Regions from separate parts of the Mus musculus genome. Here all the other regions are linked to region 3. The links are chromatin contacts, called in public HiChIP or PLAC-seq maps. All regions are on one chromosome and are shown on one strand. The core of a region is the stretch at or near the end of the contact, and the rest is flanking DNA. Distances in the headings are between cores, read along the strand shown.

The links. HiChIP or PLAC-seq counts read pairs in DNA pulled down with a chosen protein or histone mark.
Region 1: a contact with region 3 is called in an H3K27ac HiChIP or PLAC-seq map of embryonic stem cells, with 3 times the contacts expected there. The contact joins two enhancer-like sites. A contact is called at or near these places in 3 of 39 promoter capture datasets (the 3T3-L1 cell line and 3T3-L1-derived adipocytes), 2 of 15 datasets of contacts at CTCF or cohesin (embryonic stem cells and pro-B cells), 10 of 484 Hi-C or Micro-C datasets (B cells, the Ba/F3 cell line, the N1E-115 cell line and 4 more), 6 of 115 datasets of contacts at active chromatin or transcription factors (the 230-238 cell line, T-cell acute lymphoblastic leukemia, embryonic stem cells and 1 more) and 1 of 9 other capture datasets (embryonic stem cells).
Region 2: a contact with region 3 is called in an H3K4me3 HiChIP or PLAC-seq map of bone marrow-derived macrophages, with 5 times the contacts expected there. The contact joins two enhancer-like sites. A contact is called at or near these places in 3 of 115 datasets of contacts at active chromatin or transcription factors (bone marrow-derived macrophages, embryonic stem cells and memory CD8 T cells).

Annotation. Positions count from the first base shown.
Region 1 is chr7:97,427,903-97,431,551 of GRCm38.p6, forward strand. No RefSeq gene overlaps it. Among named protein-coding and RNA genes, the nearest start is that of Gm32945, 11 kb to the left of the region's middle. Within about 2 kb of position 2,074, at least 66 of the 459 cell types and tissues checked have an H3K27ac peak or open chromatin away from gene starts, as enhancers often do. A contact at or near this core is called in B cells, the N1E-115 cell line, cerebral cortex and 1 more, where this site is marked.
Region 2 is chr7:97,359,737-97,363,932 of GRCm38.p6, forward strand. No RefSeq gene overlaps it. Among named protein-coding and RNA genes, the nearest start is that of Alg8, 9.8 kb to the right of the region's middle. Within about 2 kb of position 1,930, at least 8 of the 459 cell types and tissues checked have an H3K27ac peak or open chromatin away from gene starts, as enhancers often do. A contact at or near this core is called in bone marrow-derived macrophages, where this site is marked.
Region 3 is chr7:97,746,434-97,750,697 of GRCm38.p6, forward strand. No RefSeq gene overlaps it. Among named protein-coding and RNA genes, the nearest start is that of Aqp11, 10 kb to the left of the region's middle. Within about 2 kb of position 2,663, at least 234 of the 459 cell types and tissues checked have an H3K27ac peak or open chromatin away from gene starts, as enhancers often do. A contact at or near this core is called in B cells, the N1E-115 cell line, bone marrow-derived macrophages and 2 more, where this site is marked.

The DNA.
Region 1 (3,649 bases), core at 824-3,323, 320 kb before region 3:
AACATGAGACTGAACATGAGACTCTGAACTCAGAAACGGGATGCCCACACTCGGGGTACCCACAGGGTGGCATCCTAGCCCTAGTAACTTCACAACAGGATAAGGTCCTTGGAAAAGTGCATACTCTTTGCTTAGCCATAAAGAATGCTCCCTGCAAGGGTGTTACAGAGAAAGGGAAGGAGAAAGAAGGAAGAAATGAAATGTAGCCTCATATATTTAAGACAAATATATCCAACACAGAGCCATAGAGCTTTAGATTGGCACAGGGCTGGGCATGTGGCTCAGTGGAAGAACGCTTGCCTAGCGTGCATGAAAACCTGGATTCAGTCCCTGGCACCCAGAGGCATGTGTTAGCAATGCCAGGGCTTTGGAAGTGGAGGCAAGAGAGCCAGGAGCTCAGGGTCATCCTGTACTGCATAGTGAATTCAAGGCCAGCCCGAGCCATTTGAAACCTTATCTCAGAAACTAAGATAAAGATGGAGAGTGAATCTAGGAGGATATTGACATTAGACTCTGTCTTCTGTGCTCACACAAGTGCACAGTGGGCACATGCCACATACAGAAATATAAAAATATTTATTTTAAAACTGTGTGTGAATGTTTGTATGTATGCGTGTATAAATGTATATGTGTACATATATATGTACATGTGTGAGCATATATGTGTGTGGGTTATATGTATGTATATGTATATATGTGAGTATATATGTGTGTTTGTGTATGTATTTGTGTATGGTACATGTATGTAAGTTTATATGTGTGTGAGTATATATGTGTATAGTGTGAGTGTATATGTGTGTATGTGTGTGTAAATATACAGTGTATATATGTGTGTGAATGTGTGTGAGTGTATATGTGTATATGTATATGTGTATGAGTATATATATGTGTGTGTATATATGCATATTTGTCTATGTGTGTATATGTGTATATGTGTATGAGTGTATATGTGTGTATGTGTGTGTATGGGGGGAGGGTATGTACTTGTGAATGCAAGTGTTCTAGGAGTCCTCATCTCCCCTGGAACTGGAATTACAGGTTGTTGTGAGTCTCCGATCAGGGTGTTGGAAATCAGATCCACTGGAAGAGCAGGACTTGCTCTTAATCAATAATCTATTTTTCTAGCCCAAAATAAATATTTTTTAAAATGTAAATAAAAATAAAAATAAGGAGGTTAGGCATAGTAGTGCCTGCCTTTAATCCCAGCACTCAAGAGACAGAGGTAGATCTTTGTGAGTTCAAAGCCAGCCTGGTCTACAGAGTGAATTCCAGGACAGCCAGGGCTACACAGAGAAACCCTGTTTTAGCGGGGGTGGGGGTTGGAAGGTCGGGGGAGGGGAGAGTGCATTGCTCTCGCAGAAGATCAGAGTTCAGTTCCCATCACCAAGATCCAGGAGTTCACAACTGCCTCTAACCCTACCTGCTCAGGATCTTACACTTCTAGCCTCCTGGAGCACCCAAAGACACCCATGGACACACGCACTCAATTAAAAACAATCAAAATTAAAATGTTGATACATTTGGTAGGTGTGAATCCTCGGTTTCCATTCACAGTGCTTGGGGGAAAGGATACTGCAAACCAGGTATGGTGGCCCACACCTAGCAGCACAGCACTGGGAAGGCTGGGACAAAAACAAAGACAAAAAAGAGAAAGACCTTCCAGAGTGCAAGAAAAGCCCTATGATACCAGACAAGGACATAAATGTGCATGTGTGTGTGTGTGTGTGTGTGTGTGTGTGTGTGTGTGTGTGTGTGTGTGTGTGTGTGTGTACATGAACATTTAAAACAGTACAATTCAAATTTTCTGAGTGAATAAACATGTGACAGGGTGTGGTGCCAGTCTCAATTCCCCATGCTATTTAGAGTCACCTTGAATTTCGGTTCCACCCTTGGTAAACGGTTTTAACCATCTAAAATCCAGATTGCTCCCTCCCTACTAGCCTCCCCAACCCCCCACCGCCAAGCTTTCTTTGTGAAGTAAATTTTCTCAAAGTCTCAAAGTCTCTGGCAGGAGGCCAATTCCTGGTCTCTGCTCTCAGTGTGGAAGCCTAGTAATTGAATTCACCAGAAACCTGCCTGTCGCCATAGCAGCAGGGGTCATCAGCTGTAAGCTAGGTCAGGCTTCTGCCACGGGGCACCCTGGGTTGCCAACTCTGTGAAAACAGACAGCTTAAAATGTTTAAGGAAGCAAGCAATAGCTCTTCCCAGCTATGATGCCTGGGAATTAAAGCAATGAGCACAGCACCCGCAAGGTCGCTATAGTGGCACCTATACTTTAACAGGGGCTGAGAGTTCTCTAGTTGGACTTAAAGCCCATACAACATGAGGGAAATCATGTCTGCTCCTTAGTCAACTGCCCCAGACTAGTGAATCATGGCTCTTGGAGAACCTATACCTACCTTCTTACAAAATCAGCGTAATTCCTAACTACATTCTACATATTTATCCTATACCCACAGAAAGCATAGGTCTCATCCTCATCAAAGAAGTGTCTCCTTACAACAGACGGAGACCGTTACAAAAGCCCACAGATGATCTAACACAGAGAACACTCGGCAGTGTTGTTGAACCCAACAGATGCAACAACCCCTGCCCTGAGAACTCAGAACAGAGGAGAGGGTGAGAAGAATGTGGGAGACAGAGAGCCAGGAAGTTGGCTGTGAACATTTTCCCACTGACTGATCTTCCAAAGGTTCTGAGTTCAAATCCCACCAACCACATGGAGATCTGACACCCTCTTCTGGTGTGTCTGAAGACAGCTACAGTGTACTTACATATAACAATAAATACATCTTTAAAAAAAAGAATATTTGCCTCCTAGAAATGTCAGAGAGGCAACACCCGTGAAGTTTCATTGTCATGACTACCTAACCAGACCTGAACGAGGACACCAACACCAATTACAGACTGGCTAACATGGAAGAGGGGCCTCTCATGGAGCCTCAGTCCCAGAAAAGGAATTACAGCTAACAGCAGAATTAGTTTTCTCCAGGAAAGAGCCTCCATATTGGGTACCCAAAGACAAGAGGGCCTCCCTGAAAGCATACATATATTATATATATGTAATATATGTGTACATATATGTATGTAGCTTTTTATTTCTATATTTAGGAATATATATATATACATATATTCTTATATGTACATATATACTCATGTATATGTATATATAGTGTATATGTATGTCATAACAATTAAAGCAATAGAGGTCATGAATTTGAGAAGAAAAGCAAAAGGAGTTTGTGGGAAGATTTGGGGAGAGAAGGAAAGGAGGAAGAAGATGTAATTCTTGTGATTTCAGAAATATTTTTTTAAAAATTGTAAAACAACAACAACAAAAAAGGGTACTCCTGGAGTAGAGGCACACACCTTTGATCCTAACACTCAAGAGGTAGAGGCGGGAAGATCTCTGTGTGTTTAAGGCCAGCCTGATTTACATGTCAGAGCTACATAGTGAGACTTTGTCTCTCTCTCTCTCTCTCTCTCTCTCTCTCTCTCTCTATATATATATATATATATATATAATTATATAATTATATAATTATTTTTATGTTTATGAATGTTTTATCTGTCTGTCTGTCTGTCTGAGTGCCACATCCATGCTGGGTGCCATGGAGACCACAAAAGGTCATCAGAATCCCTAAATTTG
Region 2 (4,196 bases), core at 680-3,179, 390 kb before region 3:
TAATGTGAATATTGGTCTGGGATGAAAACTCTCAGTCCATAGCTTCATGGTAATAAAGGGCTAGGGGTAGACCCTGGAAGACTGTGTCAAGTTACAGGAGGTGGCTGGGGAGGGTATATTTGAGACATAGACAGTTTTATTAAAATTCTAGCATTCAAAAGTCTAAAGCAGGAGAAGGCCATTCTGGTCTTCAATAATGACTTCAAGGCTAGCCAGCCTGAGCTACAAAGTGAGACCTGATAATAATAATAATAATAATGATAATAATAATAATAACAATAACAATAATAAGACAACAACTAAGAAGAAGGAAAGGAAAAGGAGAAATAAATAATAAACACCACCAACTGCGGTGGGAGATGGTCAGAGCTTGCTCCTCTGGTTTCAAAAAGTGTGAAATCTAGAACCAAGTACAATACATGGCTCCTTCTGAAGACTGGGGTTCAAGTCTTCTTGAAAGAGATTCATGTTAAGGAAAGTGTTTTTATTGCACAGGAATTGCTGCTGTGCCACACCCCACACTTCAGTTTAACCATAAATGCCCGAGCCATTGTCAGTACCACTTGAGCCAGTACTCCTGGTCACTCTTCACAGTGGGGTAAGTGCCACCTTTCACCCCTGACGTTCTTCTGCATTGTCTTGCTCCAAAGACTCTGGCGCTGTGTGCGGTCTGGGGCAAGGGAAGTGAGTCCTTTGTACACAAACTTCATTCATTCCAATGTGTCGAGCCATCTTGATTCTTCAAAACCTAGCTCAGTCAGTCAGTTCCTTCTCCAAACACTTTTCCCCTTACATCCCTTCCTGGGTCCCTCTTGTTTATTAATTATTATTAATAGTAATGACATTAGGCCATTGTAAAGAGCAACACATCTTGCTAAGTCATATACAAACATAATTATCCAATTGACTCTTACAATGACCTTCTAAGACAGGTGCTATAACAAACAATGTATGGCTGAGAAAGCTGAAGCAAAGAAAGGGGATATCTGAGACATAGATTCCTTAAAATATATCACACGCCAAGGTCAGAGATCTGGTGAGTGACCAAATCGGGATCTGCACTATGCGTAGCCCTAGCGTTATCTATGGAGACACTGCCAGGATCCTTCCTGGAGGGACCCTGAGTGTCCTGGGACCATCAGGAGTGGCGAAGGGCCATGGCTTCTCACTGTCTCTCTAGGAAGCACCACCAAAGCCATTGCTACTGGCTTCTCTTCTAAATGCAAGTCCTCCTCCAACCCAGCTTTTATGTGTCTTTAGAATTTCTGGACTTGGCTTCTGAATAATCTTTGCAGGAGCAAGTCAGCAATTTGTGGTTTCCCGGCAAGGGCTCTGTGCTCCATTATAGAACTTGGCTTGTTTGCATTTCCATTATGAGGCAGGGCACCAGCCTGGGTCTCAATTACCCAGGCAACCTGAAGCTATTCTGGTTGAGTCCTGTGGTCAGTCACCTGCCCCGAGCCCTCTGAGTACAACCCACAGGATAGGACAGAAGATCCAGCCCCACTATCAGAAAGATAAAACCCAAGCAAATCTGTGATTCTTACTCAGAAAAAAACGACTGTTATGGTGGAGGTGTTTCATGTGTTCTTTTGGTAGTTAGAAGGTAGTAAACAAATAGGTTAAATCCAAAGTGGCAGTGTGGTCGGGTGAAGCAAGCACTCACACTGTCAGTACCGGCAGGCAGCAAACTAATGCCATCTCTGGGAAAAACAAACGGTACTGTTTCTTTTCCAACTGTGCAGACCCTCTAATGCAACACTTGCACTTGATAGGAATTCATCTTACAGATATCCTTGCATATTTGTGGTCTATGCACAAATATATTTGCTCTACTCACTTTTTTTAAGGTTTATGTATTATACATGCGGCATTATGCCTGCAGGTATACCTGCAGGCCAGAAGAGGGCACCAGATCTCATCAGAGAAGGTTATGCGCCACCATGTGGTTGCTGGAAATTGAACTCAGGACCTCTGGAAGAGCAGTCAGCGCTCTTAACCTCTGCACCATCTCTCCAGCCTCACTCTATTAGCTTTATTTCTTGTTTGTGCATACATGAACTTGTGTGTGTGTGTGTGTGTGTGTGTGTGTGTGTGTGTGTGTGTGTGTGTGTGTGTGTACACGAGTGTTTGGAGGCCAGAGGTCAACACTGGGTGTCTTCCTCAGTGGCACCTTCACATGTATTTATCTGCTTAATTATATTTGGGAGTGGTGAAATGGCTTAGCCACTAAGGGAACTTGCCAACAAACGTGGTAACCTGAGTTTGATCCTCAGAACCCATAGGCTATAAAAAGAGAACTGAATTCCACTGGTTGGCCTCTGAGTGTGGCATGCCTATGCACACAGACAGACAGAGAGACATACAGACATATAGGTAGATGATAGAGATAGATAAAGAAATATGTAAAATAATAAATAATAATAAATAAATAATAAATAAATAATAAAAATAAGATAAAGTAATTAAATAATTACTTTATCTTAAAATTTATTTATCTTAGTGCCTGTGAGTACCCCCAGCCCAGCCGTGGGGAAGGGGGTGTTTGGAGGAGGGAGCAGGGAAATGTGCTTGCTGCATAGGCCTGGCAACCTGAACTCAGATCTCTGGAGCCCGTATGAAAAAGCCAGATGCAGTAGTACACAACTGTAATCCCCAAGAAAACTCTCCCATGAAAAGAAAGCAAGAATTGACTCCTGAGGTGGTTCTCTGAATCCACACACACACAAAGATGAAGTAAGTAAATAATATTTTAAGAAATATATAAGAACCAGCAGATGGCTCAGCAGGTAAAAAAAAAATGGTGACAAAAGAACATACTTTATATTTGAAATTTAAGAGATCAAATTTTAGACATTCTGACTACATGAAATAAGTTTTAGCTTCATATCATCAGTCTACAATATATTCACATACCTCTCCAATATTTAAAATTATATGTTAATTAACATATTAATTGGGTGCACACCTGCAGTGTCAGTACCTGGGAGGCTCATATGGAAAGGCTGTAAGTTCAAGACCAGCCTAGACTGGAGATACAGCTCAGTTAATAGCATGCCTGCCTAGTATTCTGGAAGCCTTGGATTCAACCCCTACCACCAAATAAAGTGGGCATGGTGGTACTACCTTCAAGTCCAGCACTTGGGGAGTAAAGGCAGGAGGCTCTGAAGCTCACTACTGAGTCAATCCTTACAAAGCAAGCATTCAGCTCAGTGCATGGAGCACAGGTAAGGTACACATTTTTTTTGTTTGGTTGGTTTTTTTACTCTGGTTTTTTGAAACTGAACTTTAATCTGAAGCCCAGGCTAGCCTAGCATTTACTATGTAGCCTAGGCATGCCTTGAACTTGTGGCAGTCCTCCTGAGTCAGCCTCCTAAGTACCAGGATTGCATCCATGAGTCTCCATGCCCGTCAAGGTAAACATTGACATGGCTGTGTTTCCCAAAAATGTGCGGCCTATCGTGGAAGCAGAAACCTCAACAGAGGTCTAGTAAGAACTGTAGTTTGGATATGAAGAGGAGAAAAGAAGGGTTAGAAAATAAAGTAACAGAGCAACAGCTGGAGATTCTGAGGAAGCATGAGGCTAACAAGAATTCTGAGGGGGGTGAAGAGGGGGAAGGGAGAGGGAGAGGGAAGAGAGGGAGAGGGAGGAGAGGGAGAGGAGAGGGGGAGGGGAGGGGAGAGGGAGGGGGAGGGGGAGGGGAGAGGGGAGGGGAGATGGTCAAGTACTAATAGTAACAATAGCTAATGGTAACATGGTGCTATATGCTAGGAGATCCTGGGTGTTCCCATCTGTCTTAGTCAGGGTTTCTATTCCTGCACAAACATCATGACCAAGAAACAAGTTGGGGAGGAAAGGGTGTATTCGGCTTACACTTCCATACTGCTGTTCATCACTAAGGGAAGTCAGGACTGGAACTCAAGCAGGTCAGGAAGCAGGAGCTGATGCAGAGGCCATGGAGGGATGCTCTTTACTGGCTTGCTCAGCCTGCTCTCTTATAGAACCAAGACTACCAGCCCAGAGATGGTCCCACCCACAAGGGGCCTTTCCCCCTTGATCACTAATTGAGAAAATGCTTTACAGTTGGATCTCATGGAGGCATTTCCTCAACTGAAGCTCCTTTCTCTGTAATAACTCCAGCTGTGTCAAGTTGACACAAAACTAGTCAGTACACCATCTCATAACACACTTCACT
Region 3 (4,264 bases), core at 1,413-3,912:
CTCTCAATTCCCTAGGTTAATTGGGCATGTTGCACACCGCACTCAGAACTCTTGATGCAGTATTTGTCTTATTACTCAACGAGCAATGGCTGCATCTTTAGTAATTACTCATGTGATTTTTGTTTATTGGGGTTTTTTTTTTCTATCATTTGAGAGCCTCAACGATTAGCCCATCTATTGTTCCTCAACCTTGGATGTACTTTGGAATCACGTGGGAAGCTTTAAAAAAAACCTGCAATTTATCTGGTCCCAGTCCCAGAGGCTCTGATTTAGTGGGTATGGGGTGTGAGAGAATTCTTAGCTTTTTGTTTTGGTTCTTAGGTGCTGGGATGGAAGCTGTGGCCTTATGTATATAAGCTATGAGCTATGTTTCCTTTCTTCCTTGGAGTTGTAACCCTTTAATATTATGGTGACACACACCCCCACCACAAAATTATTTCTGTGGCTACTTCCGGCTACTTCATAAGTGTAATTTTGCTACTGTTGTGAACCATAATGTAAATATCTGATACGTAGGATGTATGGTATGGAAATCCAGAGGGGTCGAGACCCACAGGGTGAGAACTACTTCCCTAGATGGCTCTACTATGAATGCAGGATAGAGGAATATTCTTCTATCCTGACATGCTGAGGAGGCTCAAAGGATGGACACAGTTTATCCAGTGACACAAAATTAAGAATGCAAACAAAAATGGCCGACTCAAAGCCTTGGGCTGACTTAGTGCACAGAGCAGTCCCTGGTTCTCTGCTGAGCCTCCAGGCCAGGTCCATCTGTTGTCTAACCCACAGCAGTACAAGCTGTGACTCCAGTGCTTATCATGTGCCAAACACTGAGTAAACCACAGAACACGTTACTTGAATATATCAGCATTCATGGGAGGTGTGAGGGCCCTGTGGAAAGCAGAGGAAGGTCAAAGGTGAAGCAAGAGGCAGAAGCCACTGTTCAGAGAATCCAGGAGGCTAGCCGAGTTCCAGCCAGAGAAGCCAGTACAGTGCTGGATGAAGGCCGACTCTGAAAACCCAGGCTTTTGGGCTGTATTCACCACCATCCACCTTCCCCATCTTACAGAACCAGTCATAACTCAGAGATAAGGAGGTGCCTGCATTCAGTGGAGAGAGAACTCAGCAGTTAAGAGCAATGGCTGCTCTTACAGAGGATTTGGGGTTGATTCCCAGAACTCACATGACGGCTCACAATTATCTGTAATTCCAGTTTCAAGAGGTCAGATGCCCTCTTCTGGCCTCCAAGGGCACCAGGCACACATCTGATACACAAGACATATATGCAGGCAAATACCCATACACATAAAAACATAATGAACATAATGAAATAATAGTTTTAGGAGTTAAAAACAAAACAAAATAAAAGCGTGCGTGTACACACACACACACACACACACACACACACACACACACGCACACGCGCACGCCTTCCAGGATCTCTTTACTGACTCCAGTTCCATGGTCTCTGTCACCCACATTAGTCCTGTATGTGACTTGATCTCTTTCCATGGCTGAACGGGAGCTTCCTCTCGCTGCTCTCTCTGCATTTCTTTCTAGCAGGTGGAGCTGTGGGAGAGTGACGAACTATACTAAAAAGACACTAGTACTCGGTATTTTGTAAGGCTCCAGCCTTGGCATTGTCCTGAGAAGGGGGATCCTGGCAGCCCGGGAGGTGTTAAAAAAAACAAACAAACAAACAAAAAAACAAAACAAAACAAAACAAACAAACAAAAAAAAAAACGTGAACCGAACTTTTTGGCCTTGCTTTCGTGGAAACATGCCCTCTTCCGCGAGCGAGCCGCTAGGTGGCAGGCGATACCCTAGCTCAGAGTGAGCTGCGTCCAACCGCAGTAGGAATTTTCCTCCTTGTACAACACAAAGCCAGACTTTTCTCTGCGGCCTGGCCACCAGAACATTCTGTCCCGCCAGAGGCCGGTGGTCAGGATCCACCCGCGTTGGGAGAACCTCTTCTGTTTGCACGGCTTGACGGAGAACACTACTGTTGATTTTATGGTGACTGCTACCTTGTAGCCTCCAAAACTTAGTGAGCCTGGGCCTGGGGAAGGCTGTCACAACTTATTTATTTATTTATTTATTTATTTATTTATTTATTTCCATTTTTTATTAGGTATTTAGCTCATTTACATTTCCAATGCTATACCAAAAGTCCCTCATACCCACCCACCCCCACTCCCGGCTGTCACAACTTTGAGGAGCAGGGATGTTGCTGGTGCGAAGGAAGCCTGGCTGCTGCTCCGGGCTCTTCTGCACAATGCCTCCTCCTTCTGGATCTAGAGCTTGTGCACCCTTGGGGAAGCCAGCCACACTGCATCCCTGCCAAGCTCTGTCTCGGGCCTATGGGTGCAGGGGAAGGCATTTGTGGTTTTTTTGTTATTGTTGTTGTGGGGTGGTGGTGGTTTGTTTTTGTTTTTGTTTTGTTTTGTTTTGTTTCCAACAGAACTCAAAGACCTGGAGACTGGGATTGTGTACATTGTTGGGGGAACTCTCCTGTGTGCACGGCTGTAGCGGGACACTTTGTGAAGCAGCGTCCACGTTCTCTAATTTAGAAAGTAAAAGTAAAAGGAGCTCAGTGTGGGCGCAAGCCTTTGGTTCCAGCACTCAGGAAATAGAGACAGGAAGAGCTCTGTGAATTTCAGGCCAGCCAGAGTTACACAGTGAGATCCTCTTTCTAAGTATCTAACTAGGGCTGGGGAGATGGCTCAGAGGAGAACCTAGGTTCCCAGCACACAGTGGTTGCTCACAACCACCGGTAACCCCGGTTCTAGAGGACCTGATCCATTGTCTGACCGCCTCGGCACACATGCAGACAGGACACTCATACACATAAAGTAAAAGACATAGATCTTAAAGGAAATTAGAAGGGACTGGGGAGAGCAAGTCGTGTTTTTTCAGGGGTGTTGACACTGGTTAGTTGTGCATGGTCCACAACCCCGCCCCGTGCTCCTGCAAGCAACCCTGACTGAACACAGCGTGGCTCCAGACCCAAAGTAAAGCAAACAAAAAGGCTCAGAAGTACCGGAGGGACTTGGGAAGATGAAAGCAGTCAACAGGCAGTAGGAGGGCGGGAAGGGGTGGAGGGGGCGGGTCCGAGAAAGTACTTTATGCAAATGTATGACTGTTTAAGAATAAAAAGATGAGTTTTAAAGAGATTTTTTAAAACTAACTATAGGTAAATAAATAGAGAGGATCTCCGATACACTTCCTGCTCCTAATTTATTCTTTTTACATGTAGATGAAACCCACATGCCTTCCTCTAGGGACCTGGAGATGGTGATCACGTCATCCACATATACACACACGTCATTGGAGACTATAGTGTGTTGGTCTGCACTCGGCAGTCAGAAAGTCAGAGGGATTGTCAAAGACCTGTTGGTGAATTTCGTCTCAGGTCTGTTCACTTTCACACATGAAGGAGCCTAGCATTTGTTGGATATAATCTGCTTCTTAGACAGGGCACATCTGCCTGCTTTAAATGCCTGGTATGAATTCTGTCTTATGAACATCTGTGACATAGCCCGTGGACATCTCCGTTTTACCCATGAGGAGGCTGGGCTTTAGAGCTCCTGTAACTTGAGCAAGGACTCCCTAACTAACGTCCAGTGAGTGGTTAAAGCTGGAGGCAGGATACAGAGCTGCCTAACCACAAAACCACCACAGCTATGAGCCTCCCACCTGATCCCCAAGGCAACTCAAGTCATGGTCCCCTCCAGTCATGTGCCATATACACTTTAGCTTAAAATTTCCTTTCAGGTATTCTAGCCCAAGTCCCTCCTATTCCTTAATTTTCTTTTCTTTTCCTCTTTTTTTCCCCCTTATCAAACCAGGATGATGTTTTGTGGCTCAGGACGACTTTGAAGTCAGGATTCCCTTGCCCTCACCTTCCGGGTGCTAGGATTACAGGTGTGCACACCCATGCCTGGTTTTATACCTTACTTGGGTTGCAGCCAGGGCTTCCAGCATGCTAGGCAAGCACTCTGTCAGATACACTTCATCCTTAGCCTAGTTTGTGGTTGTTTTGTGTTTTAACAGAGTGGTGATTTGTTTGTTATTTTAAGCGGAAGTCAGACTTCCTCCCAATAATGATCCATTATAAACTAGGACGCAGGAAAGAATTCATGAAAACCAATTGTAGATTTGGATGTTTGTTAGTATGTTTTTCTTTCTGGAATTAGTTCTTTAATTATACTTATTTATATTGATCAATTGCTGTGATTAGAATATCAAAAAGAATTCAAGAAGA